Regions from separate parts of the Mus musculus genome. Here region 1 is linked to region 2. Evidence: chromatin contacts called from public HiChIP or PLAC-seq data. All regions are on one chromosome and are shown on one strand. The core of a region is the stretch at or near the end of the contact, and the rest is flanking DNA. Distances in the headings are between cores, read along the strand shown. Region 1 holds the start of Agap3 (ArfGAP with GTPase domain, ankyrin repeat and PH domain 3). Region 2 overlaps Kcnh2 (potassium voltage-gated channel, subfamily H (eag-related), member 2).

The links. HiChIP or PLAC-seq counts read pairs in DNA pulled down with a chosen protein or histone mark.
Region 1: an H3K4me3 HiChIP or PLAC-seq map of embryonic stem cells shows a contact between it and region 2, with 22 read pairs. The contact joins the promoter of Agap3 here to the enhancer-like site in region 2. A contact is called at or near these places in 3 of 39 promoter capture datasets (embryonic stem cells and neural stem cells), 19 of 484 Hi-C or Micro-C datasets (the CH12 cell line, the G1E-ER4 cell line, adipose-derived mesenchymal stem cells and 4 more), 5 of 115 datasets of contacts at active chromatin or transcription factors (embryonic stem cells and pancreatic cancer cells) and 4 of 9 other capture datasets (adipose tissue, embryonic stem cells, liver and 1 more).

Annotation. Positions count from the first base shown.
Region 1 is chr5:24,449,263-24,455,628 of GRCm38.p6, forward strand. It overlaps Agap3 (ArfGAP with GTPase domain, ankyrin repeat and PH domain 3), which reads left to right and starts at 2,915. Exons shown (of 18, transcript NM_139153.2): 1 at 2,915-3,272. The coding sequence starts at 2,945.
Region 2 is chr5:24,318,884-24,324,882 of GRCm38.p6, forward strand. It overlaps Kcnh2 (potassium voltage-gated channel, subfamily H (eag-related), member 2), which reads right to left. Exons shown (of 15, transcript NM_013569.2): 9 at 5,450-5,702; 10 at 4,188-4,381; 11 at 3,772-3,871; 12 at 3,063-3,338; 13 at 2,753-2,939; 14 at 2,362-2,539; 15 at 706-1,266. The coding sequence ends at 1,117. Gm15589 (a long non-coding RNA gene) reads left to right here. Exons shown (of 4, transcript XR_003955875.1): 2 at 59-135. Among named protein-coding and RNA genes, the nearest start is that of Gm15589, 10 kb to the left of the region's middle. Within about 2 kb of position 3,633, at least 51 of the 459 cell types and tissues checked have an H3K27ac peak or open chromatin away from gene starts, as enhancers often do. A contact at or near this core is called in differentiating embryonic stem cells and embryonic stem cells, where this site is marked.

The DNA of each region.
Region 1 (6,366 bases), core at 1,665-4,164, 130 kb after region 2:
TCAGATTAAGACCAGATCAAATATTGCCTTGGGCACATTAGTTTGGATTTATAAAGTAAGGAATTAACTTCTGTCTAGTTTCTTCATATTTCTTCATTTATGCTATATTTGAGTATATATGTTTTATATGCTAGGTATTGTGCAAGATACTGGGCATATAATGCTTTCTCTCCTTGCCCTCACTGATACATACTAATAGAGGAACAGATATGCAGATAGACAATCAATGAATGTTAAGGTAGGCATGTGCTGGTGGCTGGGGCAGCACTTTGGAGTGTTTCCCTCCCTCTCAAGTTCTGGGGAACTTCTTGCTGCCAATTCTAAGAATCTAACAGAGATGCTATAGGTTTGTTGGTTTGTATTTTTATTTTTCAAGACAGGGTTTCTATATGTAGCCCTGACCTGGAACTCTTGATGTAGAGCAGGCTGGCCTTGAACTCACAGAGATCTTCTGCCTCTGCTTCCTGAGTGCTGGGATTGAAACCATGCACCTCCACCACCTGGCCAGAGTATTAATATTAGTTTTAGAATTGTAAAGTAGAACTATACTTTTTTTTTTATGAGAAAAGCTATATTTTTGTTGAACTACTTCAGTTTTCAGATTAAGACCAGAAATTTTACAAGACATTCCTAACATCATACAGATAGAAGCTCGCATCACTCAATAGTTGGGAGTTGATTGGTTTGTGCCTGATCCTTTGGAAACTAAGAGAAATATGGGAAGGTGTGTAAAAAGTAAAATACTAGGAAATTTTATTTTGGGGAAAAGTCCAAGTTGCCCTTTGAAGTGGAAATGAGTGTAAAAAAAGATGACATGTGGGCTGGAAAGATGGCTCATCGGTTAAGAGCAGTGGCTGTTCTTTCAGAGGACTTAGGCTCACTTCTCATTATACCACACGGCAACTCAAGAGTCTCTATAACTCCGGTCCCAGAGGATACTGACCTTCACAGGCAGCAGGTACTTGTCTGTACATAATACATATATGTACACACACAGGGGATACACCATACACATATAGAGCTATGTGTAGAGCATTTGCCCAGGAGGGTTAGTAAGGCTCAGCAGAGAGGTCTGCAGGACATGTATCAATGGTGAACTGACCCCTTAAGGTCATATTGATTACTATGTTGATTAAGTTAATTAAAAGTTTTAAGTTTTTATTAATGGTCAGACCAAGAGTTGCTTTTCATCTCTGAAGTCTGTTGGTGTCCAAGCTCAGGGGTACAGAGTTAAAAGGCAAAATGCACAAAGACCATAATCTACATCAAAGTTAGATGAGGGTTATACAAACCTTGAAACATTTATGCCTGACATAGCATAATTATTTCAGACATAATAAGACTTTTTTTTTTCTTGTGACAGGGTTTTTCTGTGTAGCCCTAGCAGGTCTTCAACTCATGGATCTGCTGCCCCTGCCTCTGCTGGGATTAAAGGTGTGCACCTCACCACTGCCTAGTGTTGCTTTTCATTTTTGAGACAGAGTTGGTGATCTAGATTCTGCCTTCCTAACGCCAGGACTTTAGTCATGTACTCAGATTCAGCTGGTTTTGGGTTTTTTGTTTGTTTGTTTTTTAAAAAAAGGTCATATATAGCCCAGGTTGGCTTTGAACTCCCTATTAAGCTCAGGCTGTCCTTGAACTAATCCTCCTACTGTATGGCCCCTGTGCTGGGCTAACGTGTACATCATGATACCTGGCATCCTCTAGCAGATTTATTCCACAGGGTCATTCCCTTGCACATGCCACCTCCAGGTTTGAGGATCTGTGTTGGGGATGTGGGTTAACACAGCTGAAGACAACTTTGATAATGGGAATACAGAAGAACTGGGACACTGAAGGGTGATCTCTGGCCCTAGGAAGGCATAGGATAGACAGGGTCTATCAAGAAAAGACAAGGTCTGTCAAGAAAAATTATGAGACCCATGTGGGTTCTGCTGAGTTTCTGTAATGAACCAATGGGCCCTTTTCAGTATGGCAGGGAGGGTCTTTTGGGAGAGGGCTGTCACTGGGAGATAAGAATTGGGACGCTGTTGTTTCAAGCTTGCAGGGTCTCTTGAGTGAAACTCTCAGAGAGAACTGGACATAGGAACGGGGAGCCCGTCCCAGTCTCTCAGGTGCAGTCGACAGTGGAGACTGGGGGCCCGGGGGCCGGGGTCGGGGGCAGAGAGCCAGGGAAGAGAACCCTGGCAAGATCCCTAGGGCTGACCTCGAGGCCTGGAGACAGAGGAGCTGCTGCAGCACTAAAAGAAAGAGGGTGGCGCCCCTGGGCGAGCTTCTCCGCCAATCAGTCCCACTTATCAGCACCCTCAGGCACAGAGAACAGTTCTGAGTAGCCCAAGGATTCCACACGGGCCTAGAGCGACGTAGAGAGGTAGCAATGACAGCTGGCCGGACGTGGGGACAGCGTGATCGTGTCCCCAGGCGGGAGGCCCTCGAGGCTTCTGTCTAGCTTTGGGGCGGGTTAGCGGGCGGAAGGGCCTACGCGGGTGGGTGGGGCCGCGCGTCGCGGCCAGCACGCGGTTCTTGGGGGTGGAGGCTAAGGCGCTTGCGAGAGAGGAGGGGCGGGGGCGCAGGGCGACGCTGGAGGGGCGGGGGCGGCTGGGAGGGGGCTAGGCTGCGTGTGCCGGAGCCGGCGGGGGCGGCGGTGCGTGCGCATGACGCGGGGGGAGGGCCCGGGCCGCGCGCTCCCGGTCCCGTTGTTGTTGCCGCTGGAGGCAGCTCCGAGGCGGCGGGATCTCAGCGCGGGTAAACGCCGGGCGGCGGCCCCAGCGTGCGCGGCCGCGCCTTCTGGCCTCGGCTCCGGGCCTCATGCGCTAGACCGGCGCCGCGCGCTTAGTAGTTAGGGTTCCGCCAGCCCCGCGCGCCTGGTCGCTGCCGCCGCCGCCGCCGCCGCGCCGCCCCAGGCCCTGGCTGGGCCCGCTTCGGGGCCCGCGCCTCCGGAGCCATGAACTTCCAGGCAGGCGGGGGCCAGAGTCCTCAGCAGCAGCAGAGCCTGGCGGCTCCGGGGACCGGCGGCGGCGGCGGCGGCGGCGCGGGGGGCGGCGGGCAGTTCGGCGGCGCGGGGCCCGGAGCCGGGGGTGGCGGCCCCTCGCAGCAGCTGGCTGGCGGCCCCCCCCAGCAGTTCGCGCTCTCCAACTCGGCCGCTATCCGAGCCGAGATCCAACGCTTCGAGTCGGTACACCCCAACATCTACGCCATCTACGACCTGATCGAGCGAATCGAGGATTTGGCGCTGCAGAACCAGATCCGGGAGCACGTCATCTCCATCGAGGGTGAGCGGAGCCGGGGGCCTGCGGGAGCTGAGACGCGGTGGCCTTTGCAGCGCTGGCCGGTGGCGGGTGGGGGGCGAGGGTCCTTCACGGCCTCGGCCCTGCCCCTTTCTGGCGCTCAGGGGTCTTATGGAGCTGAGGTTCACGGTTTGCTAACCCCCACTGCAGAACCCTAGTCCAGGTTTTTCCATGTCTCATACAGGAACACTTTTTTTTAGGGGCGGTGGGCTCGGTCCAGTGTCAGTGGACACGTTTTTTGTTTTTTGTTTTTTTTCCTCCGTGACCTGGGATGTGAAGATGGTTGTCGCTCCAAGGACTGATGCGCTGAGTCGCCAAAGACCGGGAGGGCCTGGGGCCACATCTGGCTAGGCACGGTCAGGCTCGCTGGGTGCGACGGAAGACCTTGGTGGGTCGTGAAGGTGGGGCTAATGCCTGAGAGTAATCTTAGCAGCTGCCCTGGCCCAGCCGGGCTGTAGGGGTGGAGGATCAGAGAGAGCTTTGGGTTAGTGGATGGCAGCCTTCCTGGGCCTCTCCTGCAGGCTTTGGAGGGTGGCGCTCCCCGCGGCGCCCTCTCCCGACGCACACCCACCCCCACGCTTCTGCGGTCGGGCGGGCGCGGGCCTGGCCTGGGTGCAGGACTGGGGAGCTGTGGCCGCGTGGGAGACTCTGGATGAACCCTCTGCGCTTGCCAGTCCCTTCTAACCCCCAGGCATCCATGTGGATGTCAGGATGCTGACTGACCTCCAGGGAGGTCGGGCCTGGATGTAGGGGGACTGTAAACCTCAGGCCATGCACTGCTCCTACTAATGTTCCTTTCTGTGGGCACATGGGCCTGAACCCTGGCAACTGAAAGGCACGTTAATTGGGGGGCACACTGCTGGCAAGAAGCCCCACAACCTTTGGTGTAGTGGAGGCTGGCTGGCAGTAGCAACAGGCACCCCAGTGGCAGTGTTGACCTTCTAGCAAGCTTGGACAGATGGGCCTCGCCTTGGTCCATCTGCTTCTTTTTCCAACTCTGCTTGAAGGGGGACGCCCACCAGCAGGTGGTGGGTTCCGCCTTAGTGGCAATGCAGGGAGCAAGGCTAGTTGCTGCTGACTTGGAATTAGGAAGGGCATGTCCACTACTTGGGTCCTTCAATTTAGATCCTGCTCCCATCTAGTGTGAGGCTTTGGAGCCATCTGTACTTGAACAGGCCTGTTTTGCTTTTTTGAGGTACCCATTGCTGATGAGTCTCTGATCTTTTGTGAGTAGAGCCCCCCTCCACCTTTAGATCTGGGCCCCTTTGTTGTAACATTCCCAGCTGTCTTCCTTTTGATCTTTTCCCAGCCTGTTTTCTTCTCTTTCCTTTCAAGGCAGAGTTCACTGTGAACTAATTAGGTGACAGAAAAAACTCATTAACATGGATTTGAGTAAATGACTTGGCATCACTGCTATGCTGGGGATTGGGAGGTAGCATTAGTGTGAGCCCAGGGTCTTCAGGAGAGATGAGGTGGGGTTTTTTCCCTTAGATTCAGAGGGTGAGGCCGGAAGAGACTGTTCTCTGAGCTTCCCTGTTCCTAGAGGAAGTGTCAAGTTCCTCATCAACTCCCAAGATGATTTCCCGTGCCTTTTTAGGAGGCTGAAGCAATTTACTGGACAGCCACCAGTGTGTGTGTGTGCAGCCACCAGTGTGTGTGTGGAGGAAGGGAGGGAGGGAGGGAGGGAGGGAGGGAGGGAGGGAGAGAGAGAGAGAGAGAGAGAGAGAGAGAGAGAGAGAGAAAGTATGTATTGGGGGATCAGCTGTCCAGAGACTTTCAAGAGTAGGGAGCAGACAGGCTGAGCAGGCTCTGCACCTAGTTCCTGTTTATCAGTATTATTAACGACCTCAGTCATCCCTACTCACATACCAGATTGGGCATCTTCTGTTCGAGTCATGGTCCCAGGAAGTACTTGGGCCGGTTTTGATCTCTGTCCTAAGTAAAACATGATAGGCAGCGTTTTTCTAGAGCCTTCCCCCAGAGCAACTTCCCCGTTGAGGGTTGGAAGTACCCCACTGTCCCATCTGCTTAGCCTGGAAGCTTTGTATCACCTTGATGAAATCCTGGGCCTTGGTGATCATTGTCACCAGACTGACCCAGCTGTTCCCCATACACACACAGCCCTCTGCTCTGCTGTCCCCGGCCTGTCCCTGTCCCATCTGTCTGGGAAAGCCTCCCAGTGCCTTCTTTCACCTTCGCTTCCCAGCCTCTCCTAGGAACTCAGTTTTTTTACCCCCGCCCTACAGGCTCCCACACTTCTGTCGACCCAACTTTTCCACTGTAGGCAGGCTAAAAATTAAAGTAAAATAAAAAATAAGGAGCCTAACCAATCAGGCTCCTATTCCAGTGTTCAGCCCTGTGTGCTCCCTGCAGTAGACTTCTCCATCTGCCTAACCATATTGGCCTGTTCTACAGGGCAGGGCTCCCACCTTGTCCAGCGAAGGGTGATAACACATCTTGATCTTTTCTGTGTGAAGCCCAGCAGATGTAGGATGTTACATGCACACAGAGCTGCCAGGGGCCTGTGCTTCAAGGGGCTAACATTTCACCTTCCTTCAGCTAATCCCTGGTGAAGGGCTTGTTCTGTTTTATCAGAAGGTGACTACCAGAACCATTTAAAACACTGAAATTCCTTTCCTACTCAAGAGAGAACACCTGTCCAGCGCTTATCCCCAGGGAATGAAGGAAACCACCACCAGGGCCTAGAGAATAGAATGTGCAGAAGCTCTGAGTCACTCAGCCTCACCAGTGGGAAACTGACCCTCAGAAATGGGAGGGGCCAGTGTTAACCCAGCCTCTCTCCTTCCCAAGGAAAAGTTGAGTCTCTTGGTTGCGGCTGGGGCTGCGTCCTAGAAAGAAGAATGCATGCACACCAGGGTTTCTCCTGATGGCACTCAGTGGGGGAAGGAGACTCAGGGAGACCTGGCCATCAAGGACCCCAGAGAAGGTGTTGGGAGGAGAGTTCTAGGGGTCTCTACACGTGGGTCTGAGCAGGTATATGTCTGCCAGGGATGGGGCAGTGGGGCCTGCAGCCCAGCTCAGTTTCCGGTTTGAGTTCTGGGCTGGAAGTGGACCGTGC
Region 2 (5,999 bases), core at 2,383-4,882:
CATAAGCAAGGGGAATCGTCACTATCCTCAAGATATATGCTTGACTTACTTCCAACAGAATGAGCCACCTTGCAACCTCCATCTTCTCAGCAGCTCCTCTGTGGCCAACAGTCACAAGGGACCAAGGTAATCAAGGTAAGATCACCTGGAGCTAGACACAGGTATGTGCTGGTCACAGTGGGGAAGCCAGACCCATGTGAGACCCAACTATACAAGGTCAACCTAAAGCCAATGAGGGGTAGGGAAGCTGAACTCTGACCAAAGAGAACCCAGGTGGGTGTGATGCCGGACTTGTGAACTATTTGAGAGGGACAAGTGTGTGGTTTTACCATGTAGGGCTGACTTAGGACCAGTGCCCAGGAAGTAAATCAGCATGATTGTGAAGGGTTGCACTCAGGGTACAAGTAGCCTATCAGACTCAAAGTAGCCCACATGGCTTGGTTGTCCCAAATCCAGGACCATATTGTCTGGCTCCAGGAAACACTCTCCATCTTTTATGTACATGGGTACATGGGTATATGAGAAGGCATGTGCCCGCACATGTGTGCGCGCACACACACACAAACACACACACAGAAAAGGGGAAGGATATCTGGTCACCCCTGTAGGCCTGGACATAGAGAGGCCAGGATCCCTGTACAGAGGCTCTGGCACTGCCACTTAAGTACGTTTAGAACATAAACATGAGATACAGCAGGTGATGGCTGAAGCTAACCAGCACCCTGGAGTCTCCTCAGGATAATTATTTATTATTCATAGTCATCAGCATCTTCATTAATTATTCATATGATCCTTAATTATTATCCTTAACAATAAGAGCAGTAAATAGCAGAAAAGTCCTTGAGGTGCCTAAGGCCCAGGGCCGGTGCCTCCGGGCAGTTAGACCAGCTAATGCCCCCAGGGCAGTGGGGGGACCACAGACCCCCATCCACTGCCCAGCTCTGTCCTGCCCCTCCCAGTGGGGCCCAGGGTATTGCAGGAGGAGATGCTGGTCCCAAGGGTGGGGATGGAGGTGCTTCTGCACAGGTCTCCCCTCCAAACCAGGGTCTCCAAGGAGAGCGGTCAGGTAATGCCCTGAACCCAGGGTGAGCCACATGTCCACAGTGGGCAGCATCACTAACTGCCTGGATCTGAGCCATGTCTGTGCAGGGGCTGGGAGGTAAGGGCCCCCAGCTGGCCGGGCAGGGAGAGGCGTCGAGTGGGGCCATCTTGGGGGAGCTCTGGGGCTCCTGCAGGAAGCTCCTCAAACGCCACGAACTGGGAAACCTGCAAAGACCACAGAGCTTGAGAAGGCACTCAAACGTGGGGGAGGAGGAAGGGGCGGAGACCGGAGGTCAGAAACGTGGGGGAGGAGGAAGGGGCGGAGACTGGAGGTCAGAGAGGCTTAGGTGGGCAGAGTGGGGACCTGAGGGGACAAGAAGGCTGCAACTTCTGTAAAGAAATGCACCTTTGTGGCAGGAGCCAAATGAAAGGGCTGAGAGCCACTCACAGCCACCCTGACAGAGGACCTTGCTCTGGACCCGGAGAAGCTGGATTCCAAGCTCTAGCCTCTCCCTTCCCTAGGGAATGTGCCAGGGCAGCGGGAGCAAAGCCTACATGGAATAAGAAGTCCCTGCTTTGGGAAGGCAGCTAAGACAGAGAGAGACAAGGTGCCTCCTTGCAATTTTCCAAAGAACCCTGGGGCCCTGGAAACAACAGTGGGCCAGCGGCCAGGTCTCTGAGGCCAGGGAGAGCGCTAGGGCGGGCAGGAGGGATTTGTGGGTGCTGACGTGTCTACTGGTGAGATCCCTGCGGGGGAGGCTGTGAAGGGAGACTGGCACATTTGCTGACGTGGGCCCTGGTGTCTGCAAACAGGAGCAAGCAGCATATGGGACAGGGAGCAGAGCTGGGGGTGGGAGTAGATCCCAAGCCACCTCTGGGTGCCATAGGAGCCCCCACCCCCACCCCCTTCAAGCACCTATCAAAGCTAGAGCTGGCAGAAAAGACCCAGCTACAGCTGTCCTTCAGGAGGTTACTCAAAGAGAAGAGATGTGGATCAGGGAGGTCCTATCTCAGAGCCTTGATCTTGGCACCCTGGACATGCCAGCAGCCTTCAGGAGGCTATAGCACTGCTAGAGTAAGAGCCAAGATGAGAGGCGGCAAAGTCAGAGGGGGATAACCACAGCAGGGACCACTCTCAGGCAGCATCCAGACCCAAGGCCCAGGCTCAGACATCATGTTTACATCTGGCCCTTAGGTTGCCTGGCAGGAGCAGGTAGAAGAGGATGGGGGTGAGGAAGCCACATTTCACACCCAGCAGCTGTGCAGTCGTTGGGGCAGAGAGGGTGCGGCTGGAGGCTGGGAGTGGGCTCTAGAATGTACCTGAGAAAGCGAGTCCAGGGTGAGAGTGGGGACAGGGCCGACAGGCAACAAAGGGGATGCGGAAGTGGGGCCGGGCCCAGGGGTGGTCACAGCACTGTAGGCAGGAGGGACCAGGGTCATTTGCCTCTGTAGCAGCTGTAGGACAGTGGCCATGTCTGCACTTAGCCGGGTTTCCAGCCTGGGGCAAGGAAGGAAGATTTCTCAGAAGTGGAGATAGCTGGTTCACTCTAGGCTCCCTCCTCATGCAGCTGAGGAAGGAGAGGGTCCACCTGCCTGGCACAGACAGTCCTAGACAGAGCACCCCTGAAACATCAGCAGAAACCCAAAGAGGCCCCAAGTTCCCCCACAGTGCAGCCTACCCCGTGCCCATTCCCTGGGCACCCATCTTTACCTGTTCAGCTGTCTCTGGAGTGCGTCCAGCCTGCTCTCCACATCACCCCGGGATCGCCGACCAGGGCTAGACAAGGGGATGTTGAGGAGGCTGGGGGCAGGGGCAGGGCATCGAGGCAACTCCTGGTACTGGCGCCCCCGACTGTCCCCCCAGAAGCTGAAAATATTGGACACCCCAGAGAAGGCACCTGGAGCCAGAGAGGAGTGGGGTCAGGAAGAAAGTCAGGCCCCTGCCAGTCCCTACCCATCCCCCATACTGCCCATCCCCCACACTCACTCACTCCCACCCCCACCCCAAGGCCCAGGCCTACCTGACAAGGGATTACAGGTGTCACTTTTCTCCCCATCCTCTGTCAAAGGCTCCCCACCTGGGGGGTCTCCCGGAGGCCTGGGGCTGGAGAAGGGCACCAGGCGGAGGGGACTGGAGCTGCGACCAGGGCCCTCATCTTCACTGCTCTCTGGGCTGGAAGGGCCGCTGGATGGGCTCTCCCCCCATGGCCCTCCCGGCTGTCCCCGGCAACTCGGCCCTGGCCCAACTCGGGCAGGGCCTTGCCCCAGGGCTGACACCTCCCCTGGCTGCTCTGTGTCTGTGGGAAACAGAGAGCATACCTCAGAGAGAGGGGAGAACAGGGGACGGGCAAGGGGAGCTGAGCAAGGGGCAGAGTGTGAGGACGGACAAAGTTGTTTTATCTCGCGCCCTGCCACACCCCGGGGGGGGGGGGTCACTTCTGACTCCAGATCTCTGGCTCTCTGTAGCCCTCTGCTTATTCCTTTGTTCTTGTGCTCCCTCCTGCCACCTCCCTCCTCTCTTTAAGGGGTCAAGGCCCGCTAGACAACACTCAGGCATAATAAAGACCAAAAGCCCAGCCTTTGTCCAGTGGAAGGGAGGCATGGGGGTGGGGTGCACTGGAGGACTGCGTGCCTGAACGCTGGGCAAGGGGTGGAGCCTGCACAGCCTGACCCTGCCCGCACTCCCCTCTGCCCTCCACTCTCCTCCTGCCCTCCCCTTGACCATCTCACCCTTGTCTGTACGCCTGCGGAATGACAGTTTGCGCTTGCGTTGCCTGTTAAAGCCGCTCTCTAGTTCTGCACTGCCTGGGGAGCCAGGAATCATGTTGGTCTGCAACGAAGAGAACAGTCAGAGCCCTTAGGTCCATCCTGCCTGGCTGTCCTGGAATATGGGGGTGGGGCAGGCAACTGCACCCCTTCCTTAACCTAGGGAGGTGGGGCTGTGGGGAAGAATTTTCCCTACCCCCATCCCACCCTGTGTCACTTTCCCCCAACACCCTGAGGTTGGTACTTCCATAGCCTGATCTGACTGTAAAAAGACAGAAAAGCAGGCAAAGAAGCTGTTTTCCACAGTCACAGGGAAGGGGCAGCCTGTCAATCATCAGCTCTCTTGGGGATAAAGGCAGCTCTTGAGATGGCCCACTCACATCTCGAAGGTTGAAGGTGATCTCCAGGCTAGACCAAAAGTGATCTGAGAACTCGGGATACATGTCCAACACCTCCAGCAAGTCATCACGATGGATCTTGTGCAGGTCACAGTACGTGAGGGCCCGCACATCCCCATTGGACTTTCCAGGACGGGCATATAGGTTCAGAGGCTCTCCAAAGATGTCGTTCTTCCCTGGAGGCCGTGCAGAAGACAAAGGCTTGAGCCCATGGCATCGGTGGGAGAAGAGCGGGCACCCTCTGGGTCAGCTCCACCCTGCACAGCATCTCCAGTCATCCAACTCCCAGCCACACAGCCAAGGCAGCTTGAGCCAGTTCACATGCTCAGGGCTCTCAGCAGATGGGGAAACACCAGTGGCCAGAGGTGGCAGAGGGAAGGACCAGAGATTTGGAGTCTCTCAGCAACTACTCAGCTAGAAACCGCCAAGGATGCTCCAGCTCTGCCTACAGCAGTGGTGGTTTCCTTGGGACAACTCTACTTCTATCCTCAGATACCCTCCTAACAAAGTACAGTTCCCTATAAACTATGGTCTTAAGACTATAAAAGGCAGCTTGTGGTCAATCAGAACCAGTACTGTTTTACTGAAAGAAATTTCAGGATAGCATAGCTTAGCACAGCGAAGCACAGAAAAGACCAAAATGTGCTCACGTGTGTAGGAAAACTTGATTTCGCTGGGAAGGGAATAAATTGTGGAGTGGTATACATGTTTGGGCTGAACTGTGAAATAAAAGTCTAAAATGGGCACGTCTATAAGCCATGGGCAAAAGTTTGATGCAAGAAACAAAAAACAAAAACAAGAAACAAGAAACAAGAAACAAAAAACAAAAAACAAAAAACAACCATGGGAGGGCAAGAAGCCTCCACTGTCCAAGTGCCATCCATGCACACAATGGCCACAGGCCATTGGGACATGAAGCTTCAGGGAACTGTGTCCTTAGTGAAGGTGGATGCATAGCCTCCAGATGAGAATGTCCCACTCAACTACAAGACAATATTCAACTTTAAGGAAACACTAGATGCCTTTCTATGGATAGATCCTGAAGTTCCCTCAAGTGCAGGGAAGGCTACATAGTCTCCCAATCTAAGAGCCCCGTGTCCTACAGGGTTCCTCTCTGTTGCCCACCCTGAAGGCCCCTCCTCGGGTGACAAAAGAACACAAGAATCCTGCCAGCCACCCCACACCCCAGTGTATTCAGAGGGCTCAGGTCTCTCTGGGTTTCAGTGGGCGTCCCCACCCCATACCCAAGATGGCCACCACGACATCACCCCGCAGGATCTCGATGGAGCCCCTGGAGATGAAGTAGAGGGCAGTAAGCAGGTCCCCGGCGTGCACTAGTGTGTCCCCTGGTGGTGCATGTGTGGTCTTGAACTTCATAGCCAGCGCCCTCAGGCAGCCTTTAGTGGCCCCTCGGAATGGCTTGCAATGCTGCAGCAGCGAGCGGTTCAGGTGTAGGCAGATGTCAGCCTGGAGGCACTCAGGGAAGCCCTTCAGCACCTGCAATGGGGATGGGTCAGTATGATCTCTCAAGTCTCAGTCCACTGGGTCACACCTCTGGCTCAGGGGAAACCTGCTCCTCCCAATTCTGTCTGCTGCAGAACCTGTGGGGGCCCAGAACCCCCTCAGCACCTGGGCACCCACCCTGACCAAGTTCTCATCCGGAAGTGCAGCAATTGATTTCCCATGTCCATCTGTCTTACATGGGATGTGTGAAGAACCTGGCCTCTCCCAGTGGGAGAACGCCAGATGGAGTTTCACGGTCAGAATCCTATGTAATCCTCAGGTTTAATAATT